2 separate regions of the Gossypium hirsutum genome follow, and region 1 is linked to region 2. The links are chromatin contacts, called in public Hi-C maps. All regions are on one chromosome and are shown on one strand. Each heading gives the region's core, a stretch centred on a gene start, on an enhancer-like site or on the middle of the called end of the contact. The rest is flanking DNA. Distances are from core to core; before and after follow the strand shown.

What was found. Hi-C and Micro-C count contacts between places; a contact is called where the count stands out from the background.
Region 1: a contact with region 2 is called in a Hi-C map of leaf, with 1.9 times the contacts expected there. The contact joins the promoter of LOC107910163 here to the promoter of LOC107910291 in region 2. A contact is called at or near these places in 2 of 34 Hi-C or Micro-C datasets (both in leaf).

What each region holds. Positions count from the first base shown.
Region 1 is chrD02:31,388,414-31,395,548 of Gossypium_hirsutum_v2.1, forward strand. LOC107910163 reads left to right here and starts at 2,986. Exons shown (of 5, transcript XM_041089345.1): 1 at 2,986-3,184; 2 at 5,736-6,721. The coding sequence starts at 5,822.
Region 2 is chrD02:31,181,596-31,188,287 of Gossypium_hirsutum_v2.1, forward strand. LOC107910291 (60S ribosomal protein L38) reads left to right here and starts at 2,700. Exons shown (of 3, transcript XM_016838098.2): 1 at 2,700-2,952; 2 at 4,009-4,192; 3 at 4,345-4,560. The coding sequence starts at 2,950. The coding sequence ends at 4,367.

The DNA.
Region 1 (7,135 bases), core at 1,736-4,235, 210 kb after region 2:
CTATAGCAACATAAATAAATTAGTTAATATTCATTTTCATAAACAAATAAGATGCACATTTGAATCATGAAAATTTGAATAAGTTCTCTCTTGTAAGGTTCTCATCAGTAATATTTTTCCACGTTATTTTAATTGAAAACTTATTTTGAATACTGTAAGGTTATACTCACAGTTTTAAAATTTTGTAACTTCAGGTGCATCCAACCATGATGAGCTTTAGATAGAATTATCATATTCTATTGCTCACATTTTTCTTTTAAATTATTCCAGAATTTAAGTAGATCTTTCATAGTCAAATATTTTGCTTTCAACCCCTTAGTGGGGATGATGACAAAAGAAGATCACAAAGATAGTCACAATCAATTCAATTTAATAACAAGAGTAATCAATAACTCAATCCTCCCTTTTTCTTCATCTTTTCAAAATAGATATTTATGGCAATAGTGATTCATATGAAATATAATTTTTTTCCTCATTCACAATCTCAATATGAAACCCATTACAATGAATATCTTTTAAAACCGATGCATTAACCATCACAAATTTTGTTCTTTTAGATATTGATATATTAACTCTTTTGGAGCTTTCAACTAATTTTGTACTATCAAATATTGAAATAATATATATTTTTTGTTTTAGTACAAGATAAGATAAATATTTTCTATCTGTAATGATAGAATTCATTACTACATTCTCATATTCTTCCTTAAAGAATATTAACATAAACAAAATATTTGGCCAATAATCTTTCATATTACATTAATAATATAAGTTATCTTTACCCTTTGAAGAGTTATCTTGAGAACTCTCATTGTTCTCTTATTTATTACTATATTCCCACTTTTAGTTGTCCATGATTATATATTTTATTTTCTTTATGTTTGTATTCACTTTGAGGAATGCAACAAGTATGGTAGGACAAACTTCTAAACACCTCCATTATTTTTTATTTCATAATCACCATCGCAAAATATGCGTGGATTTCAAATCAAAATCTATCTATCATGATTAGTCTCCAATTATAATAAACATGATATAATAAATAAATCATAGTAAAATATACCTGAGATTCTTTAACATTATTATTATCATCTTGACTATTATCAAGAGTACTATTACAAGTAGTAAAACAACTTTGTTTTCATAATAACATTTATAATATAATAGTAAAAAATTATTTAATAAACAAAATCAAAATTTTCATGTACGATGCTTAAAAGTTATCCTATACACATTGTATCAAATTTCAATACCACATATATGTTATAAAATCTTATGATGCTCTAATCAAATATTTATAAATTCATTTTAAAAGATATAATACAATAATTTCAAGCATATTTAATAACAATAATTTAATCATGAACAATTTTAATAATCCAAATATCATACATACTATAATTTAATAAAAGAATCATAGTTTAAAAGAAACCTTAAAGTAATAATATTTTTCATAAAATAATTTTACCAAAAATCAATCAACAAAGGAGAAAAACATACCATATAATGATTATATTAAATTTCTTTGCATAATGATTACCCATAATGCACATGCCTCAAGTGAAGGCTGAAATAACAGTAGCTCTAAAAGGCAATCAACAACAGCTTGAGTAGCAAATTTGAGTGATTGGTTATTGCATTGGTTGTTGCTTGAAAGGGGTAAGGCTTGGTGAAAGGGAAAATTTTTTGTGACTAACGGAGAAAAATAATTAAAAGAGAATTGTGCTAATAACGTACTATAAAATAAAAAGACAGAAAGTAAAGAACAAAGAAAATAGGAGAGAAAAAGAGAGAGCGTATTTTATTGATCAATGAGAATATTTACAAAGCTTCTCCAAACTTATCGTGATTTTGATGGACATCCACTTAATAATATATTCATAACACTATCAACTAATGAGCTGTTTTTTGAGCCAATTCTTGATACCAATGATTTTATCTTGAAACTTTATTTCCTTTTCTTTTTCTATTAGTTTTCTTCTAAATATAATATTTTATAATCCTTTGATTGATAAAATTTTGACTAAATCAATGAAAAAACCTGAAAAAAACTTTATATTTATTATTGTTGTTAACAATATGATATTTCCTTCGAGGTACATAGAAATAATCCTCGAAGTTGGTCCTTGAAATTGAAATTAAACGAGAGTTAAAAATATTACTTTGAAAAATTTAATTGTTTAATCAATAATTATAAAAAAATTATGTATTTTTAATCAAAAATTGAAAGAATTAATTGAATTTCCTTTTGTTACATTGATAATGATTTTTTTTAATTTTATAAACTGATTAAGAGATTATTAAGTTATTTATTTATTTTTATTTTTTAAAAATTTTAAATCCACAATCAGCAATACATATAACTGATGATCTGATTTAGTGTAAAATCATTTACTAAATTAATTAAAACAAAATTATGCTAGCTAGAGTGAAAATTTATTTTTTAAAATATTAAATTATTTATATAATTTTATTATATATTATATTTTTAAAATTTGTATTTTCTATTATTTTTAATGATGTTTAGTTAAATTCTAATACTAACTTCTTACAAATATAAAAAAAGGTTACGTATCGAATTGAATAATTTCAACCATAAATAAAACAATTAATAGATATGGAATGCCTCTATTTTAAAAGCTGAAAGCATAAGTTAAGAAGTTTGAGAATAAAACTGATAGAATTTGTAAATATTAAGGGTTAAATTTATTGAATTATTTAGAATTATAATTAGGTTGATAGAATAAGTAAGTATTGAAGACTAAATGTGTTATTATACCGACTAGAAAAGGACTTTATGTAATCAATTTGATGGTGGGTGACCAAAATAAAAACGAATTAAAACATTAGTGTCTAAATTGAAAAATTTTAAAGTTAATTGATCAAAACAGGAATACGAATATAGTTGAGTGACGTTTTCTTTAGTTTACCCTATTTTTTCAATATAATTTTTATTTTATTAAATAATTTTTTAATAATTTTCATGGACTGAATTTGTCATGGAGTTTCGAGTTCACGTGAAATCATCTCACCTAATAACAGCTAACTCCTATAACAACTAAATAGTGAAAAAAAATTGCGGCGATATGGCGTTATGATATATATGAGAGTACGAAATGAACAACAAACGATAACAGTAAAAATATCTTTTAGGACTTTTTAAAGACAAAGTGGGACTGCTGTTGTAAGGATTCTTCCCTGTTCTTCTCTGTGTCTGTTTTTCTTTTCTTCCTCTAACCATAATGTCTCCAAATCTCCTCATTTCCTCATCGATTCTTTCTTCTTTTACTTCAGGTATTTGTTTACTTTACCTTTTATTTTTATTTTTATATATATGCTGCCATTTTATTTCTTCTTAGTTGTGTCCTCTACCCCAACAAAACACCACTAATCTCTGCTCTTTCCTCAGATCTTCCCAATTTCTTGGCTTTTACTCCAAATGGAGATCTGGGTATCGTTTGTTTTTGTGGTTCAGCCTGTAAATTTGCTTCTTTTATTGTTAAAAATGGAAGGTTTTGATATTCTTATACTACAAAAGTTACAATCATTTGGTTTGTTTTTGAAAAAAGTTAAAAATGTAGTCGAAATCTTATAATTTGGACTCTAGGCAGAAAAGAGAAGTTCCTTTAGGTGAGCTCATTAAGCTTGTATATAAGTTTCCTTCTTAGATCTGCTCCATTTGATCAATTCTTGGTGAACAATTAGAATAGGTATCCGTTGTTTCTTTGATTTGGACTGCAAAATTGGTTCTCCAGATTTTAGCTGAATGTAGTAGGAGTGTCTTCTTTATTGTATGATGCCTTTCTTAGAGAGTTGTGAAAGTCTATATCTTTTAGTCAGTAGGAATTCCATTTTGGGCTGTGTTCTTTTTTCAGAAAATACTGTAAAAAGATTAACTTTCTAATATTGGATAAGAATTCTCATAATTTTGGAGCTCTTTATGGCCGGTTATTGGATCTTGTCCCCTTTCCTTGATTTTGTTTGAATGTTGATCTGGGTGATTGATTTTGGTTCTTTATGTGGTTGATGACTGGAATGGTACTTGTTACATGCTTTTATGGAAATTTGAAATGGTGATTCTCTATCAAAATATGAGTACTTTGACTTAATTGATCCTGTTAATTCCTAAGAAACTGTGCAATAGGGGATAAAGACGGCCTTCCTTTAGCATTTTTCTCACAGCTTTGGATTCTCATTCTCTTCTATGCCTTCAGATCCTTTTCTTTCTATTGTCTTCCGTACAAAATCAAGATGTGTTTATATTTACCCGGGTTTGAATGTGGTTGTTTGATAGATGTCTGGTTCGTGAACTTGTTTTCCTCTCTCACTCTCTGAATTTACATGCATGCATATCTATATATTGGCATTATATGATGCCATATGCTTTATGAGTTACAAGGAATACATTCCTATTGGCTAAGACTCCACTAAATTATGTATAATAAGAATTTAACAATGGAAGTATGTTTGTATTGCTTTGCTTTCATTGTTTTAGTGAGTAGGGATAACTATACCTTTTTACTTGATTTAATTAAAGCTATGACATTTATTTCCTTTCCTTTCAGGTGTTTCACAACTTTCTAGTGGTTATCTTTTCTTGAATACCTTCAGCTTTTATCTTGAGATTTAATATTTTCTTGTCCTTCTGCCAGATTTTTTCAACCATGTTAGCCAAAGGGGTAGGGGCTTCAAACCTTGGTTCTTTGTTTGATTGTAGGTTACATTTTGAAGCCCTTTCCGTCCTGATCACTAATATTTTTCAGTCATAAGCTTTCTGGGATTCATTGAGTTAAGCAGTTCTTTATCCAGTTTGTGTAGCTGTGCTGAAATGTGAAGTCAGCCCGTCTAATCCAAGATTTGGAGTTGGTCCCTGTTTTGGATTCTTTGTTCAAGGACATGTTTCTGTTGTGCTTTACTTGCTTGGTTTTATAAATAAAGTTGTGTTGCCTTTGTGACGGTGATACAGTAATGCTATAATCTCAAGTAAATTAAATCTAACAAGCTGTTGAGGGACATCGTAGAACCTTTGGATTTTATAGCGTCAAATGAGTAATCTTAATTTCTATTTCTGTGTTGATATTTAGCAAGCAATGGTATATCTAAAAAGCTGTAATAATGGAAGTGTTCTTGGTTAATTGCTATGAACTGGAATTTTCATGGAGTTCGTTTTCTTTTTTACAATAAGACTCTGTTTATGTGATTCTTCCTTGTCAAACTCTTGTCAAAGATACTTGCTTTCAAGTCTTATCCTTTATTTGGCAAAAGAAGTCCTATCCTTAAGTGACAGTGGTGTAATCATTTTGATGTTTGTTGTAATTTGTCTAATCTTCTTTGAGATCCTGCTAATTGAATTTGCATGTTTCTGCCATCGAATGCTTTGATCATCCTCCAGATTTTCATCTTATTATTGTGTTTTGCCCTTATACAAGATCCTATCTGTTTAGCTAAAAATCTTCCTGCACTAGCACAAATGAAAATCTTAGATAAAATCTAGGTATGAAACCCTGATGCTGCTTCCATATATGTTCAAGAAATTTTGCTTGAATAATTATGTTTTATCATGCATGATATTCATCTATGCTCTCCTTTCTACTGCTATACATGTTTTGTGTTGTTTGCCTCGTTCCTGTCAATCAGCTAGTCACCTTTTGATACCTAGTCTGTGACAAATCCCATATATATATTTCCTATATCATTCGAATGGACCAACCCCTTTCTGCTTTCTGTTTTTGCAGGGTGGCTTTGAGCTTCTTATGCGCGCAGTTGTTAGCAGTAGTTTTTGTGTGATATTTTGGTACCAGCATTCTACATAGGAAGCTAGATGGGTTCTAGATTCCCATCTCATAAGCTTCGCAATGGGCTTTATGTATCAGGCAGACCAGAACAGCCTAAAGAAAGGACTCCAACCATGAGTTCGGTGGCCATGCCCTATACTGGTGGAGATATTAAGAAGTCCGGAGAACTGGGGAAGATGTTTGATATCCCTATGGATGGTTCTAAGTCCCGGAAATCTGGGCCTATAAATACTGTTCCTTCAAGGACTGGATCTTTTGGGGGTGCTGCTTCAAATTCTGGACCAATCATGCCTAATGCAGCGCCTCGGGCAGGCTATACCACATCAGGTCCTGGTGCCACTGGAGGCATGTCCAGCTCAGCATCATTAAAGAAGTCAAACAACTCTGGACCACTGAATAGACATGGAGATCCTGTAAAGAAATCATCAGGTCCACAATCCGGTGGAGTAATGCCGAGTGGACGTCAAAATTCTGGTCCTATTCCTCCTGTTCTCCCTGCAACAGGCCTTATTACGTCTGGACCAATCTCTTCAGGCCCATTGAATTCCTCTGGGGTTCCTCGGAAAGTATCTGGTCCCCTGGAATCTTTGGGATCAATGAAAGTACAAGGTTCTGCCGTTCATAATCAGGCTGTCAATGTTCTTAGCCAAGATGATGACTTTTCTTTCAGGAGGAACTTCCCGAAACCAATATTTTGGGCACTGATACTGCTTTTCGTAATGGGTTTCATTGCTGGTGGTTTTATTTTTGCGGCAGTTCACAACGTCATTCTCCTTCTTGTTGTTGTGGTTCTTTTCAGTGCTGTCACTGCATTATATGTTTGGAACTCTTGTTGGAGGAGAAAAGCTATTACAGATTTCATTGCTCATTATCCAAATGCAGAGCTTAGAAATGCAAAGAATGGGCAATTCGTAAAAATATCTGGGGTATGTAATTTAACTTAATTATTTGATGTGATATTTTCATGATTTCCATAATTTTTTTAACTATTAAAGATTGAAAGGACTGAACAAATTTTCACATAATAGATTCCAGGTTATTCAGTATAGTTTATCTAGTTGTAATGTGCATGCAATGTAGCGATTCCATGTGATTGAGCCTTTAGTAATTCCTGGGATCTTATGTTAATTCTTTAGCAATCACAAAATTCTCTTTAAGACTGTTTAACCTAAATTGTGCAAAGCATTCCTTTTATTTTATCTATGCGGTCTGAAGTTTGGTATTAAATGAAGAAATATAATTCAAGTCAATGCCAAGCTGTTGACTCAATGTCCCTACTCCAACTATTTATTTTCCTTACGTACCTGTATCCAACTAATATCCTGACATGGATGTGGGGT
Region 2 (6,692 bases), core at 1,450-3,949:
TATATAGAATTAAACATTGAATAGAGAAATTTATATGAATTATTGAAACGAAATGTGATATACAGAATCATTATGTGTTAAATGTGTGAATGAAATGTTTAGATGAAATGGTTATACGAAACGTTTATATGGACATAGATATATGAAACAGTTATATGAAGTGTTTATATGAAATATTTATTGGAATATAGACATGTGAAAAGAGACATTTGAAATGAATACTTGAAATAAAGATATTAAATGTTAAATGAATATGTGATGGTTGGTTAATGTACGAAATGTGTTTTTGGGTATATGTTTGCTAACATGATAAAGTTACATGTTTTATATATGAACTCATTAACCTTGTGGGACTTGTGATGTGTATAGGTAATTATAAAGTTTAAGTTTATTACGAACAAACTAAGCTTTACGCAAGCTTACCTTGTTTTGGTTTTCTTCTTTGTAGATAGTCAGATTTGAGTTGTCAATTGGATTGCTTTTGGAGATTACACTATTCGTTCAACGATTCAGTATAAATTGTGATTATTTTGATTTAGGTTATAAATGACATGTACTAGGAGTTTTAAAGTTTACTTGTTCATAATTTTGTTGTTTTATGTTTAGGTTATGAAATGTTGTGAAAGTGTTTCTTATTTGGTACTTTTGGCATAGCTTTGTTCATGTATGCATAAATGAGTTGAACCATGCCTTGAGAAATTGGTTTGAAATGTGGTAAGATGCTGTTGTATAGATAATAGTTACATGTTTATGATTGATGAATGTGAAATGGTTTAAACTTTGAATTGTGGTGCCAATGAGGGCACATTGGTTAGACACTTAAGTTGAACGATACATGATATATATATTGACCTATTTCGGTATGTTTTAGTGTGCTTTGAATAGGTGAATATGAATGGAGATGGTATGGCTTGAAACATAAGAAATGGTAGTTGAAATAGCTTGATTTTGAAGTCATTTTTGGTGCACACGGACTATCACACGGCCGTGTGCCACAGACGGTCACCCCACACGGCCATGTGGTCTATTAAATTTTAAGTGCAGGATTTTTCACACAGTTCAAGAATGTTACACGGCCTGGCAACATAGTCGTGTGACCCTATTTTCAAATTGTACACGGTTTGAGGACACAAGCGTGTAGAGTGGCACCACATGGCCTCAGCCATGTCACATGGTCGTGTTTTCCATATTTTTCTGTTTTGTTTCAGATTAGTCCTTACTTGTTTCTAAATTGATTTTTAGGTTCCGTAGGCCCGATTTAAGTTCTGTTTTCACATATATACTATGAATAATGATTGGCTATTGATTTATGATGATTAAATTAAACTCTTAATTGTTTTGATTTATTATTGGACTTGTTAATCGTCGTAGCATCCAGTAACCTTAATCCGGTGACGGAGACGGGTTAGGGATGTTACATCCAATGTGTTGGTATTGCGTTGGATGCATATTTAGTACATTTAGTTACATTTTGATGTATGTTTGGATGTTATATTTCAACCTAAAAATTGGAAATATGGGCTTGAGTATTATACCTCTTGATTTGAGTATTGGAACTCAAACTCTTGTTCCAATACCTTCGCAAACAATAGCCATAAACTTGTAACTAGTGAGGTAAGTATTAGTACATGGCTTGAATAAGGATACTCCAAGCTAAAAATTGGTACATCTATTAGGAGGATTAGTATTCCAAAATATCGAAGTTTATAGTTTCAAAAAATTGAGCCCAATCTAAAGTTATTCTAATCTAAGTCAGGATATATTATAATTGTTAGTTAGATTTGTGCTTTATAATGATTAATTCTAATTTATTTGAATAATAATTATTTGTGGTTGTAACTTTAAAAAATAAAAAAAATCATACCAATAGTCCCTAACCTTTGTTTAAAATTACATTTTAACACTCAACTTTTAAAAGTTATGTAATAGTCACTAACATTATCGAGTTGTTATATTTTGGCCACTCGTCTATTAACTTTCATTAACGGGAATTAAATCCCATCAAAAAAGAAAATTATTATTTTTGTGAATGGATTATTTAATAATTATTTTATGAATTTTCAAATAATTTTTATTTTTGGGAAATTTTTTAATATTTTTAGAATTTGTATTAATTTTTTATAGATTTTAATTATTTTTGTAATTTAAATATTTTTAAGAACAATTTTAAAAGTATCAAAATGATATTTTAGTTATAATTCAAGGGACAATTTAATTATTAACCCTTTGAATTACCGTGTCACGTTATCCTCTTAAAAAAGTCAACAGACAAGTGGCCAAAATGTAACAACTTAATAACGTTAATGATTATTATATAACTTTTAAAAGTTAAATGATCAAAATATAAATTTAAACAAAATTTAGGGGTTATTGGAATAATTTACCCTACTCTCTCTACTTTGTATGGATAATGGAAAAGAGTAATTAAATTACAAAGTAAAAAAAGTGGTTATTGATCTTAACAATTTGGTTAACAAATTTTTCACACTCGCTCTTGGTCATCCTCCATAAGCAAAGCTTAAACCCGGTCCATTAAACCTTTGAGACTGGTTTTATAATGTTAAGAAAAAAAAAATTTTATATTTATAATTTTTAAAGTATAATTGACTATTAAAATAAAATAAAAAATTTTAAAATAAAAAACTAAAAATTTGAATGTGTTTTCTTAATAAATATAAAATCCGGTCCAATTTAGGTTTGAGTCCGGCTTAAACCCAATTGTCTTCTTTCTCTAAGCTTCAGCTATAACCAACTAAGCAATGTTATTCCATTTGTAGCCCAATAGTTAAAGCCTGCCCGATAAACATTTATAATTTACAAGGGAAATTTTCTAGGGTTTTGTCATGGGCCTATATATTAATTGAATATAGAAGAAATTAGGGTTTGGTGCTATCTTCTTGTTTGTGTTTTACAGAAGTCAGGAAGCTCTCCACAAAGCTTCTACCGAAAATGGTAAAACCGGATTTTCTCTCTTCAATCATCTCCTTAGATCTCTGAATCTGTTCTTTTCTGATGCTCTATCTGTCATAGTTGTATTTTCTGATGATAATTTATGCTTCAGATGCTTGTTCTTGGTTTGTGTTGTTCTGTTTTTTTGGCTTCCTTGATGCAGATTTCAATTTTTCTTTTGAATTTGTGTTTAGGAAGGTAACTGAGGGGCTTTTTTTTTTTGGCTTTACGTGTTCTAGAGATTTCAGAACTGTGATAACTATCACTTTCAGTTGATAGTTTTCTCAATTTGCATTGTTCAATTATTTTTGGATGAATTATTTTGCAAATTTGTTCATGTACAAAGTATAATGCCTCTATTTAGCACAGGTGTTTTTTTAAGCGCTTTGCTGGAACTTTGCAAGTTAATATGAAAGTGTTTTTCTTTGTATTAAAAGATCAAGTTGTTTTGAGGTTCTACAAGTTCTAGGATAATGAATTTGTAAGAAACTTCAATCATTGTATCAGTTGTTCGTGTTTTTAACATGAATCGATTGTCTGCTGTTGAATGATTTATTGTTTCCATCTTGGTGTTTTCTCCTTACCATTTGATCCATCTTAGGATTTCTGGTTGTATAGACTCTTGAATAATAATTTCCATGCTCGGGTCTGACTCCTCATTGGTATGATAGGTTGTACCATTTAAATGCTTTTAGACATTGTTATAAGGTTCATGTATCCTTATCAAAATTTTGAATACCTTTTAGCTGATTATGTGAATCCAAGATATAGATACATACCAGTGGCTGGAACCAATATCACAAGGAAGTATGTAATGCGATCAATCAATTTATGTCCATTTATTTCATAATTGCAATGTCATCAAAGGACTTGTATAGATAATGAGAAAAAAAGTCAGTAGTAATTGGAATGGTCAGTGGAAATGAGATGGTTGAACCTAGCATAAAAGTTAAAGTACTCGCATATGTTGTTACTCAATCCTGTATCTAATGCTCATATGCAAGCACTGGTTTATTTTATAGGTTTCTGTATTAAATGAATGTTTTTTCTTTTGTGCAGCCGAAGCAAATTCATGAGATCAAGGACTTCCTTCTCACTGCCAGAAGGAAAGATGCACGCTCTGTAAAAATCAAGAAGAGCAAAGACTTTGTCAAGTTCAAAGTTCGCTGCTCAAAGTACTTGTATACACACTGTGTGTCCGATGCTGAGAAGGCTGATAAGTTGAAGCAGTCTCTTCCTCCAGGTAAAAAACCATACATGTTTGCAGAGCCTTTTTCTTTTTTGGATTGAACTAGCGGAATGAACAAATAAAATGTTAAAATCATAAATGCTAGATAAGTAGCAGAAACAAACCATTGTTCTTGACCGCATTTCTCTTTTGGCTTGGGCTTGCAGGTTTGAGTGTCCAGGACCTGTGAAAATAGGGCCGCTTCGAGTTTATCATCCAATTACTAGGTGAAAGCTAGATTTTGACTTTGCTTTTATCATATTTCATGCCTTTCAAACTCAAAATTTACTGTAATGGATTTGTATTCTGGTTATTTTTATGGATATGAGTAAGGTCGAGTTACTTTTTAATGGTTAATGAATGTGTTTTGCTTTTGGTTGTCCTATGCTCTATGTTTTTTCATCTTCTGGAAAACTGAAGATCTCTCACTTCTGCAAGTTTATGTTGTTTAGACTTGTGTCTATCCAGATATGAGTATGGATATTTTCTAAATACGAAAAAATTGAACATATTCATATCAGATGCATAGTCGATTGATGAGCCAAGGAAGAAAATATTTAAGTATATTTGGTTTGGATCAATTGTAGGTTTTATTTAAATTTTCTGTTTTGGTTGGGATGTTTTTGTTCTGGTTATTCTCTATTAAAGAGGGTTTTTTTTTTTAATTTTGTGTTATAACACATTTAGTCCTCAAAATTGGTATATTCAATCAATTTGATCTTAATTCTAAATATTTCAACAAATTTAACCTTCCATATTTATAAATTTTAACAATTTCATCCTTAAACGCATATCAGAATTAAAACTAGTAAAACAGTTGATGACGAGGGTCGTCTTGTATTTCGAGACTCTAAACTGGTTGAGGACTAAATTTCTTGTGGTCTTCTTCCAGTTATGTTTTCAAAACGTCATCAGTAACAGTGAACCATTAGTTTTCACATGCAAAAGTATAATTTCAATTTTTTATGAAGATGTGTTTCAAGATCAAAACCGTGGGTTAAATTTGTTGAAATATTTATAATTGGAATTAGATTGATATAATGTAAGTGTTGAAGATTAAATGTGTTTAAAATATTTATATATGTCAAATATGAACTAAATTAAAATATAATGAAAGTGTTGAGGATTAAATCTAATAATTATTTGTTTTATGTAAGAAATTTTCTATCATTAAATATATACTAATGTATACTATTTTTAATAAATATGATAAAGATGTATTCATGACAAGTACAAAGACAAAATGTGCTATGAAAAGTACGATAAATTACTTTAATTTTACACTAATGTAAAATGCATTTGGTTAAAAATATGAATTAGTTTCTGTACTTTGTAAAAATTAAGTTTTAGCCTATGTAAAGTTAAAAATTAAGTCTTACTTTTTTTTTATCTAAAAACTTAGTCGAATCATTTACCTTGTTAGTATTTTGTCTCAAAATTTATCAATTTAGTATATTGATTAGGCCGTATTCATATCATGTGACATATGATTGATAGAAAATAAATAAATTGATAAATTTTTACAGAAATTATCAACAGTGATAATGATTGAAATAAAATTTTTAAATTAAAAAATTAAATTTTAAACTTTTAAATAACTAAATTTCAAAATTAATACAACTACATTTTAACCGTTGCATTAAGGACGATGTCATGCGGCAGCACAAATAAAAACATGCGCAGCAACAGAACCCTTCCAAATTAAAAAAAAAAAAATAGCAAACTTACTGCAAGATTAAATGCTTATTCTTTCGCATAAACTTAACCCTATGCTTGGATTCAAGTCGGAAAGAAAGGAAATGATGTATTTCCTTTGATTATATTTAAAATGAGTAAAGAGAACAAGAAGAAATTAATCACAACTTTCCATTAGTTGTGGACAGGAAAAAAAATGTATATATTACAATTTTTTCAATTATATACTTGTTCATATAAAATTGAACTTCTTTTTTTTTATGTATAATATGAGTAATTTTGAAATTAATTATTTTAAATGACGTTGAAAATTAAAGATAAACATTTATTATAAAAATTATTTTTATAACTATTTCATAAAATTAAAAAGATAAATTTGAATAAATATTTTATTTTCCTATAATTACATGTCTTTAGTCATTTTCTTCATTTAGTTTTTTATATAAATTCAAAAAATAACATAAAAACACATTTTCCCTTGAAAATAAAGGAAATTTTTTTTAAAATTTATAAAAACATTTAATAATATTATAAACATTAATTATACATTACAAATTTAATTAAAAAATCAAAATATTCACATCATTAACACTGAAACTTAAAATGTTTTAAAATATTATCCAAAGGCGAATATTCATCTAACCTAAGTTAAAGTAATTATAAAACATTAAAATATTAAAACTTTTATCATAAGGTAGACAAAAAGTAAACAACACTTGTGCAGCTAGGAGAAGCTTTGTAGGCCCGTTCGAACGATGGACTGGGTATTTTAATGACACGATTGATGAATGAAGCCCTTTCAGCAAAACAAGCATGAGAA